2 separate regions of the Mus musculus genome follow, and region 1 is linked to region 2. Evidence: chromatin contacts called from public Hi-C data. All regions are on one chromosome and are shown on one strand. The core of a region is the stretch at or near the end of the contact, and the rest is flanking DNA. Distances in the headings are between cores, read along the strand shown.

What was found. A called contact is a pair of places that touch in the nucleus more often than the background predicts.
Region 1: a contact with region 2 is called in a Hi-C map of uterus, with 4 times the contacts expected there. The contact joins two enhancer-like sites. A contact is called at or near these places in 4 of 484 Hi-C or Micro-C datasets (embryonic fibroblasts and uterus).

What each region holds. Positions count from the first base shown.
Region 1 is chr2:45,509,342-45,516,989 of GRCm38.p6, forward strand. No RefSeq gene overlaps it. Among named protein-coding and RNA genes, the nearest start is that of Gm30792, 25 kb to the right of the region's middle. Within about 2 kb of position 5,645, at least 41 of the 459 cell types and tissues checked have an H3K27ac peak or open chromatin away from gene starts, as enhancers often do. A contact at or near this core is called in uterus, where this site is marked.
Region 2 is chr2:45,744,406-45,752,086 of GRCm38.p6, forward strand. No RefSeq gene overlaps it. Among named protein-coding and RNA genes, the nearest start is that of 1700019E08Rik, 52 kb to the left of the region's middle. Within about 2 kb of position 3,741, at least 38 of the 459 cell types and tissues checked have an H3K27ac peak or open chromatin away from gene starts, as enhancers often do. A contact at or near this core is called in uterus, where this site is marked.

The sequences.
Region 1 (7,648 bases), core at 4,395-6,894, 230 kb before region 2:
TATTTTAGCAGCTCCAAGGTTTGAATCCAGATGGCTGCTACAAGGACCCACTATATTAACGACCAGTCAGCATAATATGTGGAGTACTGGCTCATGATAATAAGCTGTCATTCCTGGATAAAAATAAAAGTTTCTCTACTAGTTTTGCATTTGTATCTTCATCTCCTGAATATATGGATTATAGAAATGAATCTATACCTTCAAACTACTTGGGTTAAAATGCAAAATGAGGAGACATTACCCCTCTCCACACTCTCCGTCTTCCTTTCTCACACTTTCAGTTTCAAGGAGCCAGCTAGTATTGAGACAGTTTCCGTGTGTGCTAACCTCTGCAAATTGGATAAGAATATGTTTTAATTCTGAGCTGTTCTCTTGTTTTTATCTTCCCACTGTATCCTTACTTATTTCCTAATCCTCAGTGCCTTATTTGCTGGGTATTTTCCCCAGCGATGCCATGGTTCGATGGCATGGTGTGGTGTCACCGGCTTTATCTCGGCTACCGCTGGGGAACAGGGTTGAACCTGGAGAGATAAGAAAACAAACATGATAAGAACTAATAATTCTGTTCTTTCTAAAGCGTGATAGAAAAATGTGTGATTATAAGTTTATCTGTAGCAAGGCTGACTTTCTCCTAACACATTTTGTCTATTTTGAGACTGAGGGTCTCACATAGCTCAGGCTAGACTTTAACTCACAACTCATTCTTCAGTCTCCAGAGTGCTATAATTAGGTATACACATTTGCCTTTCGATCCATTTAACATCGATTATAATCCAAGAATTACAATCTCACTGATATGAAGGTAATTTAACCTTTCAAAAGTTAACACATTACTAACCCTTTCAAGTACTGAAAAATTCTTATTTTACTTTTCTTTTTATTTGATTATTCATAAAAGTGGGGATCAGCAGCCGGTATTTTAGAATCTGTTAAGATATGGAGTTGCACAAAGATGCAAACTCAGAGTCAGTGCATATGAAGCTTGTATTACAAGGTACAAATTTGGACTATGATATCAGAGGATATTCTCAGACTGTGGACTCATCTTGAGGCCCTTGGAGCTAGAAAGGCTGGCTTCTAGTCATCGAGCCACCATTACCTATAAAGTCTCAAGATCTTCTAAACTTACATCTGCAATATATTTAGCCTTTTATAGTGTTATACTCTGTGCTTTATCAAGACCTTTCCATCTAATTATCTGTCTGTCTGTCTGTCTGTCTGTCTGTCTGTCTCTCTGTCTATCTATCTATTTATCTTAATAGTGTATCATTTTATATCCTGGTTGACCTGGAACCTTTAACTCACAAAAGATATTGAGCGTCCCTGCTGCATCCTCCTAATTGCTGGCATTAATTCTTGAACCCCACTCCTGGATATTTTTTAATTAATTAATTTATTTACTTTACATCATGACTGAGGCTTCCCCTACTTTACATCATCATTACAGTTTCCCCTGCTTCCTCTCCTCGCAGTCCTTGTCTGCCCCCCAGATCTCCCATACCCCCCCTTCACTCCTCCTACATTTTGTTGTTGTTGTTGTTGTTTGAAAAGTGGTGGCCTATCATGAATATCAACTAGCCCTGGCATATCAAATTTTAGTAAGCTACGCATATCTTCTCCTATTGAGGCTGGACAAGGCAGCCCAGTTGGGGGAAGGGGGCCTAAAGGTAAGAAACTGAGTCAGACACAGCCCATGCTCCCACTGTGAAGAGTCCCATATAAAGAACAAGCTACACAACTGTTACAAATGTGCAGAGGGCCTAGGTGAATCCCATGCATGCTCTCTGGTTGACCTTTCAATCTCTATGAACCCCTATGGGCCCAAGTTAGTTGATTCTGTAGGTTTTCTTGTGGTGTCCTAGACCCCTCTGGTTCCTAAAAATCTTCTCCCTTTTTTATTGCAGGATTCACCAAGCTGTGCCTAATGTTTGGCTGTTGATCTCTGCCTCTGTTTCCATCAGTGCCTCAGTGAAGCCTCTCTGATATGATTATGCTAGGCTCCTGTCTGCCAGAATAGCAGAATATCATTAACAGTGTTGGGGGCAGGGTCCATTTCATGGCATCAATGTCATCCTGCAAATCTTGCAGGTACTCCTGGATTTTTAATAATAATTATGATGAGTCGAATCATGACAAGTATTCATGGGAGACATCAATAAAGGGAAAAACTAAACTAGATTTGAGAGAAGAAGAGAAAAATGTTAAAAAGATTCTTACACTGAAAACACTTATTACAGAGTGTGCATAATGATAAGAAGGAGAATCAATGAAGTAATAGGCCAATACCAGTCTTAATGAAAAAACGGTTATAGTGTTAATATTTATTCCTTAGTGTAGTAAAGAAGAAAGACTGAAGGGCATCTTTTATATGGTGCATGTGTGATATGACACACCTATGGAATTTGATAATTTAATTTGTCTTCAGCTTGGATTACTTCTCTAGAACCAAGAATGCTGTCAATATTATACCATTGCTTGACATTTCTACTCAAAAATTTAAAAAATACATTGAAATATTATCTGAATGAGGGAACAGACTCACTTTTAGGCACGAATACAAACACAGAGAAACCATAATTCTGGTGCAGTGTATCCACCTAATTAAGACTAATGAGGCAACATAAAATTTAATGTATGATGAATTTTATATGTCCAGTCATTAGAGCTGTACAAGCTGTTTGTGAGAGTTGATCTTTGGGGACTTTCTCCACAGGCATTCCTCAGGAGGCTGGGTGAAGCCTGGATATGCTTCTAGAAAAGCCAACACAAGGGCATCCGTGAAGACTCAGTGTTCAGTTTCGATCCTGCACAGTTGGACCCAGAAGGCAATAAAGTCAGACTTGTTCATGTTTTGGAAAAGTTCTTCCAGCTAACAAAGCATGGGTTTAGGGGCATCAAAGCTAATAACCAATGACCAAAGAATTAGTCTCATACTGAGGTATACTGATTCCTATGGACACTTAGGGTCTTACTGATGCACAGGAATTAATGAAGGCCTAAGTAAGACAGCTGTGCTAGAATTTGAAAAGAGCCTAGCTGAAGGCATTGAGATTCAAGAAAAAAGGAATTAGTTGCTACCAATATGGAAGTTAGAGATTTCATAACTTCTATGAATATACACACCACACTAAATTATAGCTACTATTTGCTGAATTTCTCAGGTGATGGGCAATTGGCTAAGGTGCAAGGTGAATTTTGTTTGGTCCTTACAACAGTTTGTTGACTTTACTATCCTTACTTTGTTTGAAAGAAGCAGGAGCAGTGGAAGAGAGCGTAAGAACACTATCAGTCTGTGTCCAGCTAGAATTAGAACATAGACCCAAAATGGCATCTTGTCTAGAGAGATGGGTTTATGGTTTTATAAGAACGCAAGAGAATTTTGATACATATAGGCCAGGATCCTGCTTGTATACAGTGTCACAAAATGATAATAACAAATGTATTGTGATTCTTTAAAAGTAGAAATCAAAAGCTTTCTTACCTATGTCACTTTGTCCCAAGACTTTTTTATAAATGGAGTTCAAAATTGTAGCCTGTTAGGTATGAAGCCTTCCTGCTTTATAGACTGGGGGTTTAATTTAATTATCTGCTTAGTGACACACAGGCTTTGTTAAAAAAAAAACAACTTTGTGAGAGCTCAAATTTAGATAGAGACTTCTGGATCTTGTTGGTCTCAAGGGATGATGATTCAGATTCACTGTGAGATGGTTCAGGCTAAGGATGAAGCCCAGATCTCCATAGAAGGCAGTGGCCAAACCAGCTAACTAACACACTGACCACAGTTCAGCACTGTGGGAATTTCAAAATCAATGCTTAAAAGAATTAAATACATTCTCCTCTATTTTTCACTCATTCCTGTTCTATCTTAACTCCTCACATTCTTCTTTAGGGCCTGACTTGACAAATCCCCAAATGACAAAGATTAAGAGGGTACCTGTGTTAATTATGAAGTAGCAGAGCTGGAGATCGATGCAGGCAGTTTAGAAGTGACTCCCACATCCTCAGTTCTGTGTCTCCCTGTGTCTGTAACTTGGGAGAGTTTCTTTCCATCCGTAAACGTCATAACATTTGGTCTCACTTGTGTGGTGACCGTGAAGCTGGAACTTGTCCTCCAAATAAGGCAAACTGAAAAACGTGCTTAGCTTATAGATGAGCACACCCTTTGTTCAGTGGCCCTTATGGATGGAGTTCTAGGTTACAGTCATAGGAAGTGCATCACATATATGCAATACATCCAACACTTAATGACCTACTTTTGTAAATTATGGATTGGTTCAAATATGTACTATTTAGTGAATAAAAACTATTTGTTTTATGATAGTGAATTTATAGGATTGCATACTTCAGTGCCAATGTGGAAAACTCTAAATCAACTGGTTTGTTTGTTTGTTTGTTTGTTTATTTAGTATCATAATACAGTATTTAAAGATGACCCACTTTGCTTTAAAAGTGTATAAGCTCTAAGGCATCTCAGTGTACTTGGGACTGTGTTACCTGTTCTTCTCTTCAAATTACTGTCTGCATGATTGTCACTGTCTCCCGGTTCCACAAAGAACTCCTTGATGACATTTATCAGCCTCCGTTTTTAGACATGATTTCATTAAAAGCCATTCTCCTATAGTCGTTGTGCTCTCTCTGTTTAATGTGGTCTGTAGAGTTCATCAGATGTATGTGTTAATGGCATCAGCTGGGTTCAGGTTTCACTATAGCTGAACCTCTCTATTGTTAATCACTTAGCTAACATATGTCAATATCATAGTATGGAATGACACTCTCTGCAGCTCCTTTATATTCCTGTCACTGCCCTTTCTGAAAGATTAGAAAAGTATCGATTATCATTGTTAATTCAGAAGTGGTGGGTATGTGTTGGCTTCCCCTCACTAGAATACAACAGCACTCAACTTGGGTTAGAACCTTTCAACTTGCTCAGCCTTTTTTAGTGATTTTTTCTTCAGTCCTTCCTTTTCTCTCTTCGTTTGCTACTTTCACATGCAAAAACCAGGGGCTTGCAATTCCAAAAGAGGAGAGATGTTTATATCTTTCTACTTCAAGTCACATCCAACATTTCTCATCTTGAAGTGGCACAGCTAGGAGTAATCTTTGTTTGCTTTCTGCAGTGTTATCGCTCCCTGGGGACACACAGGGAGTCTAAGACTGGGTGGGAAAATGTTGTAGATTTGTACAGGATGTATATTGCACTTTAGAATTTTTGGCATACTGAGATAATTTTGATCCTCATATCTTATATTTGGTGTCCTTTGATAGCTTAGAGTTGAATAAAGTCTCTCTCTCTCTCTCTCTCTCTCTCTCTCTCTCTCTCTCTCTCTCTCTCATTCTTACTCTGTCCTCTTTAAGTCTGATGTCATTGTAAACAGAAAGATGAGGGCCTAATATTGAAGGGCTGCTAGCTTCAGGGTGAGTGGTGGGCTCAGCAGAGTGTGATGGTAGAGAGTCATTCCACTTCAAGGAGGATACTGCCCAATTTTTTAAACTTAATAGGATTAGTCATGGGAACTATTTTTAGCAGAAGTTCAACTTTATCCATGTATTTTAATGTGGGAAAATTGTGTCCTTTTCCCTCTGCTAATGTTTGATGTATTCCAGCCCTCCTGTGAGTGTGTTTGAGTATCTTAGGGGATCTGGAGTGGAGGAGAACTTCCTCTCAGATTCTCTCTGTTTTCTTTCGGGAAAATGACATTCCAAAGCTGTTTCACTTTCTGACAGGAAGTGGAGCCTTGCCAAAAATGATTAAAGTCCAAGAAAACATAACAGCCCCAAAGCTGCCGCAGTTCTTTAGGAGCCCAAGTTTGACATTGTGTCAAACAAACATGAAATATTGTTTAATAAATTTGAATAATACAGAGATAGGGGAAAATCATTCTTGGCTTATAGCAGTAGTGCTTTGTATTGAGTATGTAAAAGACTACCTACTCCTAACAAATTGAAATTAATACGTGAATACTCTTGTGTAAAGTTATCCCAGCTTGTGACTTCCTCTGTTATACTAGTTATCTATAAGAGGGAAAAAAAACTTGTCTGAATTATGTGTAAGTTCAAACAATTATGCATAGTGTTCAGGGAAATAACTCTGATAGTGCAATCCACCCCTCTCGTAGTACATAGTTTTCAAGAAAATATAAAAGGTACACAGTGGATTCATTGATAAATTCATTTATAACAAAAGAGTTTTATTAAAAGGGGTTAGATAATAACTTAAACTTAAGTTGATATTTGGAAAAATAAACCACCAAAACTTTATACAATTTCACTATATTCCCACCCAAGATAATTATGACCTTCCTCTATCAAATAAAGCTAAAAAAGAAAAAAAAACCCATAAACTTCTCTTATTAAAAAACTAACACCTCTTTTTTTTTAAAAAAAAAAAAGGAAAAGTTTAAAATACTGGACTTAAAACACACCTGAAAACTTAATCCTTATATTAAAAATTCTTATTTCTGTTATCTTTGATGTTACTATTCCAGGTGTATATTTGAAATATATGTTTTAATGAAAACTATTCAGTAATTTCTGTACTCACAGACACTCAACAAATCCCACAATTCATGATCACTATTTAGACATGTTAAATTGATTAGAGAAGTCATTCACTGTCATTGGGTACCATTTGTCACTTCATAAACAGCTGCAGTGTGCTGCCTCCAAATGCAGAAGGACCAACAAATAAATCACATCAAATGGTGGGAGTAGATGCTATCCTTTCATCTATAATTGGTATAGCCCTTTTCTGTCACATTTGCTCATTCTTATGATTCTAGTGTGGATTGACAGACAGGGAAAGGGCAGCCTCTGTCAAAGATGTTCAGAGAGTGTGTGTTCGGGTGATGTACCTGCTAATAGATATCCATCATAATATTACATTAATGTCACCATGCATCAAACATACAACTTACCCATCTAGGTATCTGATGTTAGACCCATAAGGATCTGTTCCCACAGGAAATAAGCTCTTAGCTTTGACAGGAAATTGATAGATGTCAAAGCAAAAACATGATTTACAGATACAAAGGAAAATAAGTGTACATTGCACATACCATTCCAGTGTGTGTAACTATAAAATTAGAAAGTTTAATTTCAGACACTATAATAAATATATATAGAATGGGATTTTTTTGCTAATTTCAATATACAATTCATTTTTAAGCAATTTTTTTCTTTTCTTATTAAACTAAAAGTAGCCACTGTTACAATTAATGCTTGGTATTATGTCCTAGATTAAGACTTTAATGAAAATCTGCTTTCTTGGAGGTCAAAACTCTTTCACCCTGCAATATCTATGTGTTTTTAGTGCATGTGTTCATGTATATATGCATACCACCATACACAGAGGCTTCTGTATATATTATGCAATAGAGTCATACCAACATTAAAAATTAACATAAATTAATGAAGACAATATACTTTCATAATGTCAAGTCTTTAAACACTGTGCACTTTGGGGAAATAGAAATGGCCCATGGTTGTTGCTGAACTGTCTCTCCTACATTGTGATCAACTTTGAGAAGATAATGTTTGTATCCACTCAACTAACTGGAAACTCATGTTGGAGAAGCTGTGTTATTTTTTTCAATCTGAATTTGCATGTGCTATCTCATTGTATTTCCATTGAATCATGATTATTTTGATT
Region 2 (7,681 bases), core at 2,491-4,990:
CCATTAATTAATTTCTTTATCGTTTTGTCTTTAAAGATAGAACTGAATAAGAGGACTGTCTGACTCATCCATCCTTTTCCTCTACCATATCCCCAAATTGCATAATGGTTTCCATTCTTAACCCAGAGACGTTAGCAGTGCTTATAATTTCATAAACAGAAGCTTCAGACTACAGGTGGGAATTAATTTGTAAAGGCAGGCAAACCACTGAAACAAAGGGGTAGTGTCCAAGCTGCTATCTCTTGAGAGATTTAGGAAATACAAGCTACACTGCATGCAAAGAGCTGCTATTGAGTTAAATAGTTTAAAGAATTCCAGGTGGTCTTCATGGGTCATAATGATTCTATGTCATCTGGGAATCATCTTTGTTCTTGCTATTTATTTTTTAAAGAACCATTGCTGATCCTACAAAGTTTCAGGAAGTTTATTCACCTAGGAAGCCCAATTGCGTAACTGTAAGTACTTCACAAAGTTCAGGCAAGCACTTATTTGCTGTAAAGTATAGAGATGCAGCAGCGAGTAGTGGGTTTCAGGTCACAATGGGTGAAGAATGCTTGGTTTATCCAGATCAAGACTGAACTCACCACTGCACTGTCCTCACTGTGTGCCATGTATAGAGTCAAGTCACAGACTGGACTTGTAGCATAAATCAGCAAATTTCCAGTGCTTTTGTCAGGATGAGAGGAAGGATTGTGGGTTACAAATGTGCCAGCAAAGTGTTAGCAGAAGAGAAGCAGAAGAGGACAGTTGCTGGGGTTGGGGTGGGAGGAGAGCAGGAAATAGCACAGAAATCAGTGCCTAATTCTTTCTTCAAAAGCAGTGGGAAACCTTTTCCATTGCCTTTGTAGCTAATTCCTTCACAGTGTTTATAAATTTTGTATTCCTCCCTTTGCTTTAAGAACAAATCTCCTGGCTTAGCATCATTTATAATCTGTTTTCTGCTTTTCTTTGCTTGCCTCTCCCACACTTCTGTCTTGTATTGTATTCTCAAGTCCCAACAAAACTAACACCCCTCCCCCATATCATGTCGTGCTTTGTGTCTTCTCTCTGCATAGAACTTTTTCTTCCTTTCCTCATAGACGCCATTTTACTTCACTTAGAAAATCCAGGGAAGCTCTCTTACACTCTTGCTCTCCTGCCTCTTACTCCTTCTGTTCCCTCTCTCCCCATTCCCTCCCCATCTTTCCATGTGGTCATCGCTGGCCTCCACTTCTCTACTCTCTCCTTCTCTCTGCCTTTCTCTGCCTCTACTACTTTCTTAACTCCCCTCCCATGTCCTAAATAAACTCTATTCTATACTAGAAAGAAAGAAAGAAAGAAAGAAAGAAAGAAAGAAAGAAAGAAAGAAAGAAAGAAAGAAAATAAATAAACCCAGGGAAGCCTACATAACATTACCTATCTCATCTAGAAACTATGTATTGTATGAGCACTCTCATATCTGATATCATGGACCAAAACAAGCTTTAAAGATTAATATAAGACAGGATTATGTTAAATCAATGGAGCAAGTGATGGTGTGCTCACACAGGACCTTCAATATTAACACAATTGGTGGTTCCTTCCTGCCTCACATGCATGAGGAACATATTGACCTAGGCAGCCAGAATTGTTGTAGCTTATATCTAGAAGGATTGTGTTGCAGAAGGCAGACATGGCCTATCTTTTGCTCTTCAAAGGAATAGTGACAGAGAAGCTAGGACAAACAGGATCAGGGACTACTGGTATTCATAAGGGCCATTCATTTAATATACCAAACCCAATTAGTATTGAAAAAAAAAAGTAACCATTGTGCCAGGGAGCAAGGAAGGTACAGATCTCTTATATCTGGACCAAAAGGCTTGAACAAGTTTTTCAGAACTCTTAGTTATAAATTCCTTGACTACAACTAACTTTACTCACCAGTAGTTTGACATAGCCATAACATGGCCTGCTTCTGGAACAGCCTCATGCCACCTCATCAAGATTTTCCCTGTCACAACCCATCAGGAAGCAAAGTTCTTTTAGTGTGGATTACTGAAAGTGGTCATCAACCAAGATCCCATAAATGCAGGAACATTTTTGAGAAATGCACTTCTTCGCTGCTTTGTTTAGATAGCTGACATCTATTGTTGTTTTCATAGGAATTAGCATATCAAAACTGTGCTTCTTCAGCCTTGTAAACAAATGAGAAAATTGTGTCTCATATTCTCTTTTGTTTCCAAGGTTAAATAAAATACAGTTTAATCACACTATGCCCCCAATAAATGATTTGGACCATATGACAAAATAAGGTCGACTTTTAGCGTTTTGATGTAAAACAAGGAATGATTTTAAGCATCAAATTATTTGGTAGAGTCCACCTAGCATGTTCTCCTAAGTCCTGGCGAGGTCTGTGAGACTATTGCCACTTTACACAAGGCCTCTCTGAGTAAAGGGCAAAATACCCTTGAGATAATTGTGAAACATTTTGCAATATTTTAATATTACTAAACAGAAACTTTCATTGCTTTTATATGGCCAGCTGGAACTGACACAAATATATGCTTGTTCGCTGTGAGTCTGCCCCAAACATATGATTTTATATAAGGATTTATTTATGGATAAGTCCTTTATCTTTATATTGAATGTAATACTTGCTGGTAGTTTTCAACTTGTAATTATTTTGCTTCATATCAAAGAACAATATTAGAAATTAGAGTCCATTCACTGTGGTGTCTGAGTCATGGACTATGCTGAGCATCTTTTGAAATTTGCTCAGCTATTCATTTTCAGGCTCCATACCATCCTTCTCTGCTTCTTCTATTCTTCCTCCTTCACATTATTCAGTTCTCTCTTTCTTTCAGTATTTGTAACATTATACTAATATGTAACAGCTACATGTACATTTCAAAGAATGAAACCCTCCCCTTCCCACAAGCTTGGCCTGTGATCCAAGGGAATGGCAGCATCCTTGGCCTCTGTGTAGACTTGTACTGTCAGATTAGTGATGCTGATGTCTTCAGGCCTGGGCCAAATCTGCACAATGTTCTTGGTACCAAGATGCTCCACTTTCTTCCTTTCTGTGGAATCCTATAGCTCTGTGGAGCTTATAAATAATTGAGTTATTTTTAAACCACTGGATGATTTCCAGTCACTCTCTTTTACACGGGATTAATTATGTAAGAAAACGGAATTGTGCCTCAGCAGTGTTACAATTTTTTAAAAACAACATGTTGTTTAAATTCAGGTTTGGCAACTCCAGCCTGAACCCCCTCGTATTTATGGCACCACACCCATAGCATAATAAAACCTTTAGACGTCTTTTGTCTTCTCGCTTGCCTTCTATTTTTTCTCAAGGGTGTTTTATGCTGGAAGATGCAAACAAAAGTTGTCCAGATGTTATTTGTATCAGAACAGAATTTCAGTCCAGCTATCTGTGGTTGCAAATGTTTATTTTAATGGGTTATTGTGCAATCCTTGCTGTGTAGACCTTCATGGCCTTATACGAACAGTCTCAGCAATGCCAGGACATTGTTTTTTAAAGTATATCATTTTAGTCCAATGGAATGATTAGTTGTCACCACAGGGGCAGAGGCTGCAGCACCTGGAGAAACAGAAAGTGTATTTTTGTCTGTGTCCTTGTGTTGACACTGTTCAAACTGCCCAATTATGAAACCATGACTGATGGACTTTAGGTAAGCAGGGGGAAGGTGTGGTCCAGGCCTTAGCAACAGCCTCAGCCCTTGGAGACAAAGTTACATGGCTGCAGTAAACATACCCGTGGTGTTGAAAAACAGGCCAGCTGCTGCCCCATACAGCTGATGGAATGAGAGAAGGGCTTAGCTAAGCCACAGCAGTGTGAGCAGTGAGTTTATTTTAGTGATTACAGCAGGCATGGGCTGGACTTATTATTCATTTTTAGAATTCTAATAAAATCTTAACTGATGTTTCCTTGATACTAGAGTAAATTGTTTACCTCGTATCTAAAAACACACATTAGAACCAGTACCAATTAACACTGAGGAGTTTCTAAGGCTTAAAATTAATATGAAGCTAGATTGCATCACACAGAAATAGATTTTAAGTTTTGTACAGTTATACATTTTAGAGCAACTGATTTTCTTTAAAAACATATATACATACATACATACATATATATATAATATTATGGAATATATATATATATAATATTATGGAATGCATATATATATATATATATATATATATATATACATACATATATATATAATATTAATGAAATACACAAGTCATTCTCTGTTGGAAGACTAGCCAGCAAGTTTCACTTAAAATGAACTATGTACTGCAGAAGTAATACCAAGTTTCTTACCTTAGTGTATTGACATTGAGGGCTGATATGTCTTCCAGCTAATGCTGTCCTTAAGGAGTTTGCATTGACTCATAAGCAAAGCAATTGGCCATATAAAATTAAAACTGAAAAGCATTTTGTGAATCATTTTTAAAAAGAAATTAATTTTTGTTTAAGTTTTATAGCTATCAAGAGTCTTGTTAAATTTTTTAATCCAGAAATTAGGTTTCAGTGAGGAAAAGCTTTTGGAAGTGTTGGCAAAATATAATTTTTTATTCGTTCACATCACTACTTATATCAATCTTGTAAAAAGGACTGTTGAATTAATGGCCAATAGTCCTTAGTTTAGAAAGTACTCGATGAAAGTCAATTCGTATTCTAGTAGCTTTGAAAATCATTGTCATTTCTAGAGTCTGAAATGTCTACAGTGTATCAATCTGCTTACTGCAGGGTTGTGCAGAGTTCTACTTCTTAAGAGTAAGAATCTGCTTTGACATGTGAGTGAACTAAGTGTCACATTTATGAAATACCTCTTTGCTTGTTTGCTTTATTGGCATCCCTAAACATAGGATTTACTTGAACTATCAGATAATCACCTTAAATCCACTATGATCACATACCGTTGCAGTTAAAGGGGGCACATTGTAGTTGAAGAGATGTGAATGAGTGGAGGGGAAATGTATTCTGCTGCTACTAGCAATATCCAGGAGGACTCACTCACTATTGCATTAGGAACTCAAGTAACCAGAATCTGCCGACTTTGTCTGCATTCCACTGGAAGCCAAACTTGACAGCAGCACATGAAAGTGAACATTTTATAGGGAAAGTACAAGAAGGATTAGTCTAGGATGGTAGAGACAGTTCCTAGGAAGTGAAGTCATCCTATAAGGGGCAGTTATCCCTGCCCTCCCAGTGTGTGACTGAAGCATACTTTCTCAGGGATATCTTGAATACCAAGCATAGACATTGAAATGATTCATTCAAGAAGTGAGCATGCTGGGGTATTGACACATCATGGCCTGCTAGTCACGCAGTGAGTTATTCTATAAAGGTTAGATGAAGAATATATAGAAGTAGTAATCAGGTGTATTCATACACAGTACCCCCAGACTGTCGTGTGTGTGTAAGGACACCATCCTGTGTTTTGAAAATGATCCCTGTGACCTACAGTGAAGATAGGGTTTATCAGCCATCAGTCAGGTCAGAAACAAATTCTGCAGAATAAAGGGACCCAGACCAGCATTTGTCACGCAGGAAAAAAGATGCTGTGGTACTACTGTATGTAAAGACTTAACACAAATTTGTGGTTTGGTTTATGTTATTAAATTAATCCTAAAATATTATTATAAGGAGGTTCTGAAGTGAATTGCCTGCGTAATAAAATACATCACATTCTTTTAAAGTTCAAGACGATCTGGGCCTCTAGTCCTCATTGTGATCATAAATTCTCAGCTATCACATAGCTGCCCAAGGTGTCCTGAACAACAATGACCACACATTGAGCTCAAGGAAGTATCAGCCATATACTCCACTTAGATGAAATGCAAACAAGTCTTGTTTCTTGTGATTTTTCCACATTTCATTAAAAGAAATCTGCAGAAAGAAACTAACAAAATCCCAATTAAGTGAGAAATGTGCCAATAAATTTCTGTAAGTAAAATTTTTGCTGTAGCTGCCAAAAGGAAGCAAAAGACATTAGATAATCATTTGTCTATTTAAGCAAAACTCATACATATTATTTACTATGTACTAGGGTCTAGTAAAAATGAATAACATGAAGATACCTAGACAAATTGTTAAGGTCTTTGGAGTGTTTGAGATCTAATATCAAAATTTATTTCTGCAATTTTCCAGCCAGATTAAGCGTTAGCCCCTCACATTTTAATTTTCTCACCTAGAAAATAAGAATAGTGGAATTAGGGGGCTTAGACTTCACTTAAAACACACTGAAGAGTATTCCTGGCACACATTAAATTTCATACATTATTAAGTTTTTATGATAATGGTGTTGATGGGAATTCTGTAGTTGCTGTCATCAACTATTTGTAGCCTGCTAAAGGTGGCTGACAGAGACCTGTGTAATGCAGAAAGTCCTGGCAAGGGCTCCAGGTTCCAGAGGATAAATTTAGGTAAGTGAAGAATGCCTTGAGGAAATGGAGCATCTAAGTGTTTCTTGGGAGACTGAAAGGTCTCCAGTGGTGATGAGTGGGTTCAGAATGAATTGTCCATGCTACAAGACAAAGAATTCTGCATGGACCTGGAGTACCCGTGTCTCTTGAGCATCAAGTGCCTGAGTCAGATGACACAAAGCTAGCTTCTAGGTGATAAGGAGCAGGGTTCTGTGACTCTTCCCAAGATTCGTCCTTTCCTATTTACTGCCACTTCTGTAGTAGAGTCTCACCATGTTTTGTGATTTTTTTAGTAGTATCATTGGTCATCTCAAATTTTTGATTAGAAAGACCCACATTTGGTTTTCCAGGCAAGCTTTAATTCATGACTATGACCCTATGAGTAGTTATTAATAGTTTTTAATTGCCTATCTCAGAGTTAACATCCAAACCCCATTTTTTTGTATTGCCTTCTGAAATTTATTTTACCATTGCCCTTTCCATCTCAATTCATGGTAATCTATTTCTTAATAATATATTATTTACTCAGATTCTCCATGATGCCCAGTACAGGATCTCTGATATCTATATCTGTTATTGATACCCCACTTGGATTATTTAAGTGGTCTCAAAATTAGTCCACAGCTTCCTATTCTGAGCCCCAAAAGCCCCAGGGCTGCCATCTTAATCCTAAGAAAATTGTGTACTTTAAAGGTCCAAGTCCCTTTATAAGAGAGTTTCAGTGAGTTGGCCTCTATCGCACTCATTACCTGTGACCTTATTTCTTTAGTTATTTTATTATTGATTTTGTCACTCCATTGTCACTAAGCTCTTTGTTTGCTAACAAATAACAGCTGCACACTCCAGGGTGGTGCCTTTGTTCTGCCTGTTTCCACTGTGGGGACATTGTACTCTTGGATATTTTCACATTGAATGTTGTCATTTTCCTGGAATCTTTCCATAAAGGTTATCATTCTTAGTCACATTCTATAGCCCCCAACCCTGCCCCCCACCACATACTCCTTGCAGTCTATAGCACCCTGTAGTATTCTGACAGCGATTTAATGTCTGTCCTTCCTACCTCCTGAGCTATAGGCCCCCAATGCTGACGTCTTCATGTATTCTCTTCAGATGTTTCCTGAGTACTGGTTGGTGATCTGTGAGTCATGGCACAGTCTGGCTTTCTTTTGAAATGTGTGATTGTTACACTCACAAGAACAGTCCCTTTTTTTCATAGTGCCCAGTACTTAATGTTTAGAAGATTGAGGTATTATTTAGAAGATTTTAT